Linked DNA regions of Neogale vison: region 1 is linked to region 2. The links are chromatin contacts, called in public Hi-C maps. All regions are on one chromosome and are shown on one strand. The core of a region is the stretch at or near the end of the contact, and the rest is flanking DNA. Distances in the headings are between cores, read along the strand shown.

The links. A called contact is a pair of places that touch in the nucleus more often than the background predicts.
Region 1: a Hi-C map of muscle shows a contact between it and region 2, with 11 times the contacts expected there. The contact joins the promoter of FOXO3 here to the promoter of SESN1 in region 2. A contact is called at or near these places in 2 of 3 Hi-C or Micro-C datasets (fibroblasts and muscle).

Annotation. Positions count from the first base shown.
Region 1 is chr1:23,548,903-23,553,831 of ASM_NN_V1, forward strand. FOXO3 (forkhead box protein O3) reads right to left here and starts at 1,938. Exons shown (of 3, transcript XM_044244534.1): 1 at 1,259-1,938. The coding sequence starts at 1,876.
Region 2 is chr1:23,017,473-23,022,243 of ASM_NN_V1, forward strand. SESN1 (sestrin-1) reads left to right here and starts at 3,006. Exons shown (of 10, transcript XM_044244513.1): 1 at 3,006-4,115. The coding sequence starts at 3,837. It overlaps CEP57L1 (centrosomal protein CEP57L1), which reads right to left and starts at 2,411. Exons shown (of 11, transcript XM_044244460.1): 1 at 2,327-2,411. The coding sequence starts at 2,350.

The sequences.
Region 1 (4,929 bases), core at 688-3,187, 530 kb after region 2:
TGGAACCCAGGAAGATGCAGGGCTCCCCCAAAAACCTTGAAGGAAAGAACTGAAGGAGGAAGGAACTATCTCATTAATTTAAAAAAAAAAAAAGATAACTTGCAAATAGAAGCAACTGATAAGCCGTAAGTGTCTCCAACTGTACAGGACTCCTCTGCCTGGTACAGACACATTCATGTCCTGGGGAAAGAGGCCAGGATGATGAGGTGCAGGAAGAGCAAAGCAGCTGGGTATCAGCAGCCCAGCAGGGGCACAGGAGTTAATCTGTTTGGATGCCCAACTGCAGGAAGTCATTACATCATAGGCCTTTCCACACCTCTCTCCCTACCACGTGTCCAGTGCCCCAAGAGGCTGAAAAGGAACAGTAGGGAGCCTCTCTTCTGGTTCACTTGTAGGGAGAAGCCATTACGGCCCAGCCCTGACACCACACCTCCCTGCCAAGGGCCGAGGTGAAGCTCCAGGCCTCGGTCCTCCAGACCTGGATCCGGCCTCAAACCTCGCCAGAGTCCAAGCCTCAAGGAGAGCAGCAGGTGTGGCTGGTCCGCCCGGAGGCCGCAGGGCTGGCCCGCTCCAGGGCTCAGAACATCTCAAGTTGGGGGGCAGGCTTACTGGAGAAACATCTCTAAGGAAGAAAGGTGTCAACACAGGCAAGTAAAGACATTCAGCCAGGAAAAGGTTTACAAGCACTGCTTTTTCTAGTGGGATCGTTGTGCCTGTGGGAACTAACACCCACAAGCCAGAAACTTCGACGCAAGGGTTTTCACCCAGCTAGTGACAACGACCATGCTCTGTAACCGACTGGAAACCACAAATCCAACCCCTCCTCCGGGTACCAAGTCCCAAGCACACCCCCACATCCCCTCACTGCACCCGCAAAGCCCTTCCCGCATCCCCACTACGGCTGATTTCTACTTCGAAGTTGGCGGAAGACCTACCTCGTCTGTGTCGTCCCGGGAATCCGGCAAACGCACTCCCGTCCGCCAGTCCTTCCCTCGCCGGTATCCCTCGCCCCCTCTCCTCACCCGCCCATGCCCGAGGCTTCCTGGGAAGCCTCCTTTCCCCGCCCTACCCTCCGCGGCCGACCCCAGGTTCCCCTCCTCTGGGGGTCACAGAGATCCCCCGAAACCTCACAGCGGAGGCTCTCGGTGCCAACCCTTCTCCCCAGCGCCCGCAGGCGCGCTCCAATGAATCGAAGGCGCGTCTCGCACTGCGCAGGAGGCCCGGCGGGTCCGGCCGCCCGCCCGAGGTGGGTACGCACCTTCCACCCCGCAGAGCTGTTGCTGTCACCCTTATCCTTGAAGTAGGGCACGCAGCGCACCATCCACTCGTAGATCTGGGACAGAGTGAGCCGTTTGTCCGGCGAGCTCTCGATGGCGCGAGTGATCAGGTCGGCGTAGGACAGGTTCCCCCAGGCGTTCCGCCGCGACGAGCATTTCCTCGGCTGCCCCGAGCCCCCAGCCGCCCCCGGCTGCGGCGGCGGTAGTGGCTGCTGAGGCTGCAGCGGCGTCTGCGTCCCCCCGCTCAGCGCGCCTGCCGCGGGGGCTGGCCCGGAGCCGGGGTCCTGCCCTCCGGGAGCGAGCAACCGGGCCGAGTCTTCAAGGAGCAGCCCGGAGCCTAGCGCGCCGCTCCCGCCGCCGCCGATCGCCATGGCCGAACCGGCCCTACCGCTGCCGTCCTCGTCGTCTTCATCGTCCTCCTCTTCGGGGATCATGGAATCGGCGGCCGTCTCCCCCGAGGGTTTGGCCGGGCTCCCCTGGAGCTCTGGCCTCTGCAGGGGCCACGTACAGGAGCGCGGCCGGCTCTGGGGTTCGAACTCCGGGTCCAGCTCCACTTCGAGCGGAGAGAGCGGGGCCGGGGAGGCCGGTGCCTCTGCCATCTTCGCCGCCCGCCCGCGGCTCGGGCTCTCGCGCTCGCCTCTCGCGCCGGGGCGGGGTGCGGCGGGGGAGGGACGGGGGCGCCGCGAAGGCTCGGGCTCCCAGGAGTCGTTGCCGCTACTGCCGCCGCCTGGGGAAGCACGAGAGAAGAGAGAAGGAGAGTTGGTTATCCCGGGCTGGAGCCCAGTCCTCCGCGACTCCGCGCCCGCCGCCGCCGCCAGGCAGACCTGGAGACGTGCGTCCCGCGAACCTGGCGCCGCAGACACCGCCCCCTGGCCAGGCCGCGGGGGAGCCGGGAGCGAATCGACGGGCTCGCACGGGGCAGCCCCCTCCCCCCGCCACCGGGGCCGCCCGATCTGCAGGTCCCTCCCGGGCTAGGTGGCTGGGCGGGGAAGAAGGGGGAGGGGCGGGGGCGGGGGGAGGGGCGCGAGCCGCGCCTTTAAAGCGGGCAGCGGCCAGAGCTGGCGCAGCCGAGCCGCGGTCGGAGCCCGGGCGGGCGTGCGTTTGTTTATGTTTCGCTCCGGCCCGCTCAAGTGCCTCCCGCGGCGCCGCAGCCAAAGTCTGTGGCGTCTTCCGCTCTTCTCCTGGTCCCCGGCCCTGCCGCCTCCGCGCCCCCTTGTACCCCCTTCTCCCCGCGGAGGGACCCGAGTCCGGGGACAGCGCGGGCAGCCCGCTTCTCCCCTCTTCGCCCGCGGGCCAGGAGGACGAACGTAGGTCCGAGCGCGAACTGGCTCCTGTCACTTCCAGAAAAAAGACGGGAAGCAGGGGGGGCAACCAGCGCGGCGGGTGTTTGCAAAGGGCCAAGCCAAGCAGGCACGACCACTTTGGGGGTCTGTATGGTTTATTTGCCCGCAGGCGCTGCACCCTCCACCCCCTTCCCAGGAAAGGACGGGGGGAGGGGGTAAGTCGGAACATAAATCTTCCAACAGGTCAGGAAGCGCCAAGTCTCCCAGGCTACCAGAAAACCCGGACCAGCACGTTCATCACCTCCTTGCTCCCGCTGCTGCCATCTTGACAGTTTTCCCCCCTTCACTCAAGTCCTTTAAAAATACTAACTGGAGGGAAGGGGGGCGCGCACACCGAGTCACGGGGAGGGAAAAGGGAAGCGCCTGGCCCAGCTCGGAAGCAGATCCGGAGTCACCGGGAAGGCGACCGCCCCGCTGCACAGCTCCGGCGCCTACCTCAGTTCCTTCCCTTCAGGGACGAGGGGGGAGGACGCACAATTCTGCGCGGACCCGGGGCACCGCGAGGAGGGGGCGCGCAACCTCGGCGAAGGAGAGGCGCTCCGGCCGCCGCCGCAGCCCGCCTGAGGAAACGCCTGTCAGCCTGTGCGCCGCCGCCTTCCACATTCCTCCTCCTCCCTTCCACGAGCAGGGCGGCCGCGGCAGCAGCACAAAGTTATAGACACACGCAGGGTGCCTCAACCTAGGCTGACGGCGGGCGGGTCCCCGCCCAGGGGGAGGGCTGGGCGGCAGGCCCGGGTGTGCTGTGTGCGTGCGTGCGTGTGTGTGTGCGTGTGTGTGTGTGTCTATGTGGGCTCGCTCGCGCGCGCGCCTGCGCCGCCGGGCTCCGCGGGACTGCGGGCGTGGGTGTCAGGGAGCGCGCGGCGGCCCGGGACCGGGCGGGCTCCCGCAGCCGTCCCCGCCGGGCTCCCCCTCCCTCCCGAGGGCCTCGACGACAACAAAGCGCGGCGCTGGCCTAAGAGAAGAGGGAGGGGGAGAGCGGAGACCCTAACGCTCCACGAGCGCAGTCGCGTGGCCTCTCAGACTCCGGGCAGGGCGCCTGGTACCGGGGGTCCCCGGCGGGCGCGTCCGTCCCCCGGGCTCTGGGCCCGCCCTGGTGTCCGGTTCCCGGTTAGAATCGGACACCAGGCAACACGCGAGATAAGATGCTGACCGCGGATCGCAGAGATTACCACGGCGTGGAAATACAAGCGAAAATGTTGGTGCCTTACAGGACTTCGATAAACTGATGCCTTCAGATTTGATCGGGCACCGAGAGGTCTGCAGCCGAGTCTCTTACCTAGGACGCCCGACGCAGCGGTTCACTCTCCAGGGATTTCACGGCAGAGGAGGGGAGAAGTGTAACTAACTCAGGAGAAATGCAAATTATTCCCCATTCCTAAACTCAGGAGCAGATTTTGAACAATTATGAATGGGAAATACTTTGATTCTAACTTGTAAATGACTCCAGAACGGCTACTTGTGCATTTTTGAGTTTTTAAAAAAGATACTTCTTTAAGTTTAGACAAACATCTTAGGAGTCCTTATCCTGTCAGTGCCTAAATTGTTCATTTGTGCGTTATGAATGCACTACCTGCGACACGCACACCAAAACTCGATCCACTTTGGTTCATAAATATCTCTTCCCACCTTTTTTCTTAAATCCTTCTAAGTCACTGGTGATATCTCAGAATCTAAAGCTCGCTCCTCAACAACCCAATACACAAAAAGGTCCAACCCAGGGTACTCGGGAGTCCGCCCACCCAGCGGACTCCAGGCTCCGGGCTTTGCGCAGGGCCCGTCACTCAAGTGACGTAAAGCCCCGCCCCTGCACCAAGCTAGTTCGACGCGTACAAACAGATGATGTCATTGTATCCACACGCGCGTGACCGGGGTGCTCTGCGCCGCGTCCCCATTCGCTGCGCCGCCTACTCGTCAAACCACGCCGCGCGCTGACTGGCCGCGGCCACCAGTCTCCAGGCCCCAGACACCCCTCTCCGCCCCCCGCCCCCGCCCCCCAGCAAATAATAAACAATCGAGTAAAATTCTAGGGAAGAAAGGAGGGGAGGGAGGAGAGGAGAAAGAGACTCGGGCGACCCAGAAGCCAATCCTCCGTGCGCTGAGGGAGAGTCCAAAGGAGGGGGACTTGAGAAGACGTGGGAGGGGAGAAGGGGAGCCGACCTGGGGCGATGGGTCCTGCCGCACTGTGGCGGTGTCGGGGGAGGAAAGTTGGAGAGCACCCTGCGGGGCGCGCCTGGCAGAGCGGAGGGACGCTAGGGCCCGGGAGCGGCAGGACTCCGGGCTTCGGGGCGGTGCGCGGCTGTCCGAGGGGG
Region 2 (4,771 bases), core at 1,756-4,255:
ATATGAGAACCAGTGACCGAAGAAAGATCTGTATGGCTGAAGCAGAGATAGATGTAGAGTAGTAGGTATAATATTAGGTGAGGCTGGAGAGGTGGAAAGGGACAAAATGATATTAGGTGAGGCTGGAGAGGTGGAAAGGGACAAAATGATATTATGCTTTACAAATAAGTTTTGCCTAAGAATAGTGAGATAGCAATCAATGATTTTAAGTGAAAAGTCTAGTCCAATTTGCATTTCAAAAAGATCATTGTGACTCCAGTGTGGAGAACCAATGGAGAAAGGCCAGAGTGAATTATCCCTATTGTAACGATCTAGGCAACACACAATGGCAGTTTGGAAAAGACTGTGCTTGTGCAGAGGATGGGAAAAGGATGGATTTGGAGGCTATCTGGGAGATGAGATTGAAAGGACTTGGTAATAATTGGCTATAGAGGCAGGAAGGACAGGAAGAAATCAATAATGTGTAGTTTTCAAATTTTCACAAGTAGATGGTAGGATCATTAACTGAAATAGGAAACACTGAAAAAGAATCAGACTCGTTAAAGATAACCATCCATTTGGTTTTAGGCATGTTGAACTTGAGAGGCTTCTGAGGTATCAAACAAGAAATATCAAGGAAATGGGTATATGAAAACTGGAAAGGTAAAGGAGGATAGAGCTATACATTTAAAAGTCACAGGTGGTAGTGAAACCATGGATTTGGAAGGGATCATATTCAACTATGTGATAAGGGGACAGAGATTTGAGAAACTACCCTACTCTTTGTGCATTGGCCAAAGGAGGACGAGCCCAAAAAAAGACAAAAAAAAGAATGTCGTTTTTATTTTTTGAAATCATATTCATAAGAAGTTCACATTAAAAAAAAAATCTGATTTAAATCAGTAGCAGAATTTAAACCAGTAGCATAGAATGTAAACCATACCCAAGGCTTTCCAAATTATACCAATTCATCGAAACTTATCTGTTCAAGGACAGGTCACTTTCAGAAACTATCTGGAAAATTCACAGTACTTGTCTCCTCACAGCTACAGAATACATCAGTAGATAAAAAGTCATCCTTCCCCAAATATGGGTGATTTGGCTTATTTTGGTTTCCTGAAAGTTTCATACCTCTCTCACTTCTAGGCTTCACCCTATGCTGTCCCTTTAGCCCTCACCCTATGCTGTCGCTTTAGCCCTCTTTCCCCAGGATGAAGATTTCCCTGGTGATCTTTCTAGCCAAGCCAGATAGCCAGATATCATATTGTACTAAAACTGTGCATTTAACCATTAGGTTATGTAACTAGATAGGGGCTGTCTTTGCCACTGTTGTGTACTCAGTACCTCACAGGGCTAAATTTTCATCTTTTTCATTTTTAAATTTATTTTATTTTTTAATAGTTTTTATTTAAGTAATTTCTATATCCAGCATGGGGGTGGAACTCACCCCCCCGGGGGATCAAAAGTTACTGCTCTTTGCACTGAGCCACCCAAGCGCCCCAGGGCTCAATTTTTAGAAAAAAATCTCTTCCGCAATGTGAAGAATTAAAATCGAATTTGGTTCTCAGTCCATTGACTACCTTGACTTTTCTCAAGAGGAATGACTTTTCAAAACCAAACAGTAGTTTTTAAACAAATGGATCTTCTAAACGTACTAAGTTTTGGAAATTTTTATAGGTCTTTTTTCATGCAGTATCCCTGCAAACATTCATTATCTAGGAATACTGGGGATTCTTTCCCCCTTAATCTCATACAAAATGGATTTGAAAACTCGCTTTCAAAGCCTTGCCTGGGATTTCATTCTACTGAGCGTATACAACACAGAACACCCCTATGAAATGGCAAACAAAAGTGCAATGCACAGGGATACCTAATCCCTCGTGAGCGAGTCCACCTCAAAGGGCTAAGCGGAAGCCGCAGCAAGACGCACCGGTTTCTACAGCATCCCTCTTTTTTTTTTTTTTTTTTTAAAGATTTTATTTATTCATTTGACAGACAGAGACCACAAGTAGGCAGAGAAGCAGGCAGATAGAGAGGAAGGGAAGCAGGCCCCCCGCAGAGCAGAGAGCCCGATGCGGGACTCGATCCCAGGACCCCGAGATCACGACCCGAGCTTGCCCGGCCTTTTGCTGCTCTCTAAGCCCCTTGGGGTCCCGATCATTCCTCGCGCCTTCATATGCCCTCGGCCTGGGGCACCCGGACTCTCCTTCCCAGGCAGATTACTGGACACTACCCCTGGACTAAGGAGGACAGCTCTAGATAGCTTGGTCTCCAAAATACGTGAGGAAATAGGAGAAGGAAAAAATCCTGTCAAAGAAAAATTGGCAGCCAAACCTACAGTGCTCACCGAATCGACGCTCTCAACCTCCATCCGCGCTAACCGTTGGCTCGAAGGCCCCTACAGGCGACGTCGCAGTGGCTCCTGGGGACTGTAGTTTCTATCGCCCACAGAACGCGTCTGTACATCAAAACTACATTTCCCAGAAGTCAATGCGAGGACGCCCTGCCTTCTTAAATCTCGGTTTTGGCGTAATAATGAGACTGTCACTATTTTCAGACTAATTTTAAATTTCGATTCAATTTCTTCCAGATGTGTGTTTACGCCCTCTTTCTTTGCCGTGCTTGTCTTGTCTGTAATGGTTTCAGTGTACTTCAACTCCTTACTTTTCTCTCCCCTTCTCCAACCGGGAGAATCCCAACGTCAGAGGACGAAAAACGCCACCGACGCAAAAATGCCCCTTAGGCGCATGCTCCCTGCTCGCATCACGCATGCGCAGCAGCCGGCAGCAGTTGGCGGCCGCTCGCGGACTTGGGGTCTGGAGGTAGCCGGCTGGAGGGCGGGGCTTTTTCCGATGGCTTTGCCTCCGCGGGTCGCGTCTGCTAGGGCGGGGAAGAGGGCGCTGGGGCAGGGGCGGCTCCTGGGTTATGCCGGGCGGAGAAAGGGGAGGGGCTGGGGGGTGAGGACCCCATCTCCCCTCCCTGCTCCCGCCCTCTGGGCCGAGCCCCACCGATGGGGCTGGGCGAAGGGGCGGGCTCTGCGCCTCCCGCCTGGCTTCTCCGCCAGCTCCGCGGCCCGGCCCCGCTTTTGGGGATTGTGGCCCAGCCCTGTGCCCGTCAGGTTTAGTGGGCGGTGGGCGAGGACGCAGGTATAGGAAAAGAAAAGGCGTCTGCTCGGGGATCGGGAATCTTGGGGCCAGAGACACTTTCCTCCAACGCTGCAGCCGGGACAGCGGCTGCCAGAGGCGGCCGCCACCAACGAGCGACTGGGTCTCCGGCCGCGGCAGCCAGTGAGCAAGGGTTTGGCGAGATTTCCCCACCAGCTCCCGGCGGCAGCTGAGGGGTAGGGAGGAGCTGCAGGGGGCGGGGACTGGTGCCGGAGGAGGGGCGGGGTGGGAATGCTCCTGAGAACCCGGTGGCTGCCCAGACAAAAAACCCCGAATGGCTGGAGCGCCTTCAACTGTTACCAGCCTTTTTGGGCAGAGCACGGATTTGACAGCTCCACAACGTGAGGATATCCGCTGACCCCGCGAGACGGAGGAGAGCACTTCCCCGGGACTGCCTGTGCAGCAAAGCCAGCGCTGTAGGGTTTCAACTTTCCAACTTTTTTTTAGTCTCTGACAAGAAGACTGCCCCTTCATGTAGGAGAGGGTGAGTTCTGTCTCGCAGATTGGTTGAAAGCAATTAATATAAAAGACACTTCTGGTTCCAGATGTCTCCCAGACATTTGTGTTTTCATGACGATTCGATTTCTCTGATTTTATTCTTACATTTTTTCTCGTTTTAAAAATACAAAGTGCTTTTGGGGACATGCTGAAAGGTAACTGAAGACGGCAAAGAAAAAAAAATCTCCAGTTGTCATGGCTGAAGGGGAGAATGAAGTGAGATGGGATGGACTGTGCAGTAGAGATTCAACTACTAGAGAGACAGCACTGGAAAACATTAAGCAAACCATTTTGAGAAAAACCGAGTATCTTCGTTCGGTGAAAGAGACACCTCTTCGTCCATCAGACGGGCTTTCAAATGCTGTTTCTTTGGATGGGTTGAATAAACTTCTTGCTCATCTGCTGATGCTTTCTAAGAGATGTCCCTTTAAAGATGTAAGAGAGAAAACGGAATTTATTTTGAAGAGCGTCCAGGTAAGAAAACCTTGTAATTACAACCGTCCATCTCCATCTAGTACAGTGCAGTTTTACCTGCAGTTATTCACGTTGTATTTGCTGCTAGGTGGTTTTGTGAACCCATTACAAATTCATTCTACAGCTTAAATTTAGAGTGGCTTGGAAGACGTTGAATCTGGAGCCGAAACTGTGCAAGTGGAACTAAAATAAAAGCAGTTTTCAAATATAAGTAAACAAGAATTGTCCTTCTAGAGAGTTTTAGCAGGAACTGTATTCCTCCCAGAAAAATATGAGAAAGTTACAGTTAATTGCAAGTAAAGACTTGCTTTTCCTTATATTCATTTTTACATATTATTAGGAAGAATAGCCAGTATACTTTTCACATTGTTACAAACAATATTCTGTGTGGAAAGTTTCTTCATTTAAAAGCCTCTCAAATGATAAAGGATATTAAATGTTTCTTCACTTGTTCAGGATAATTGGTGAACTGTTTTCTCATGTTCTTTGAAGCAAAACAAGAAATCAGGGTCTGTTCTCCAAAAACTTTTTTTTTTTAAATGAATTACATAAAATAATAAAAGCCTCTGTTACAAAGAAGCTAACATCTTCAAATTAAAAAGTTGAATCCAGGTTGAGTGAATGGTAGAAACATTCATGGTAAATTATTCAATTCG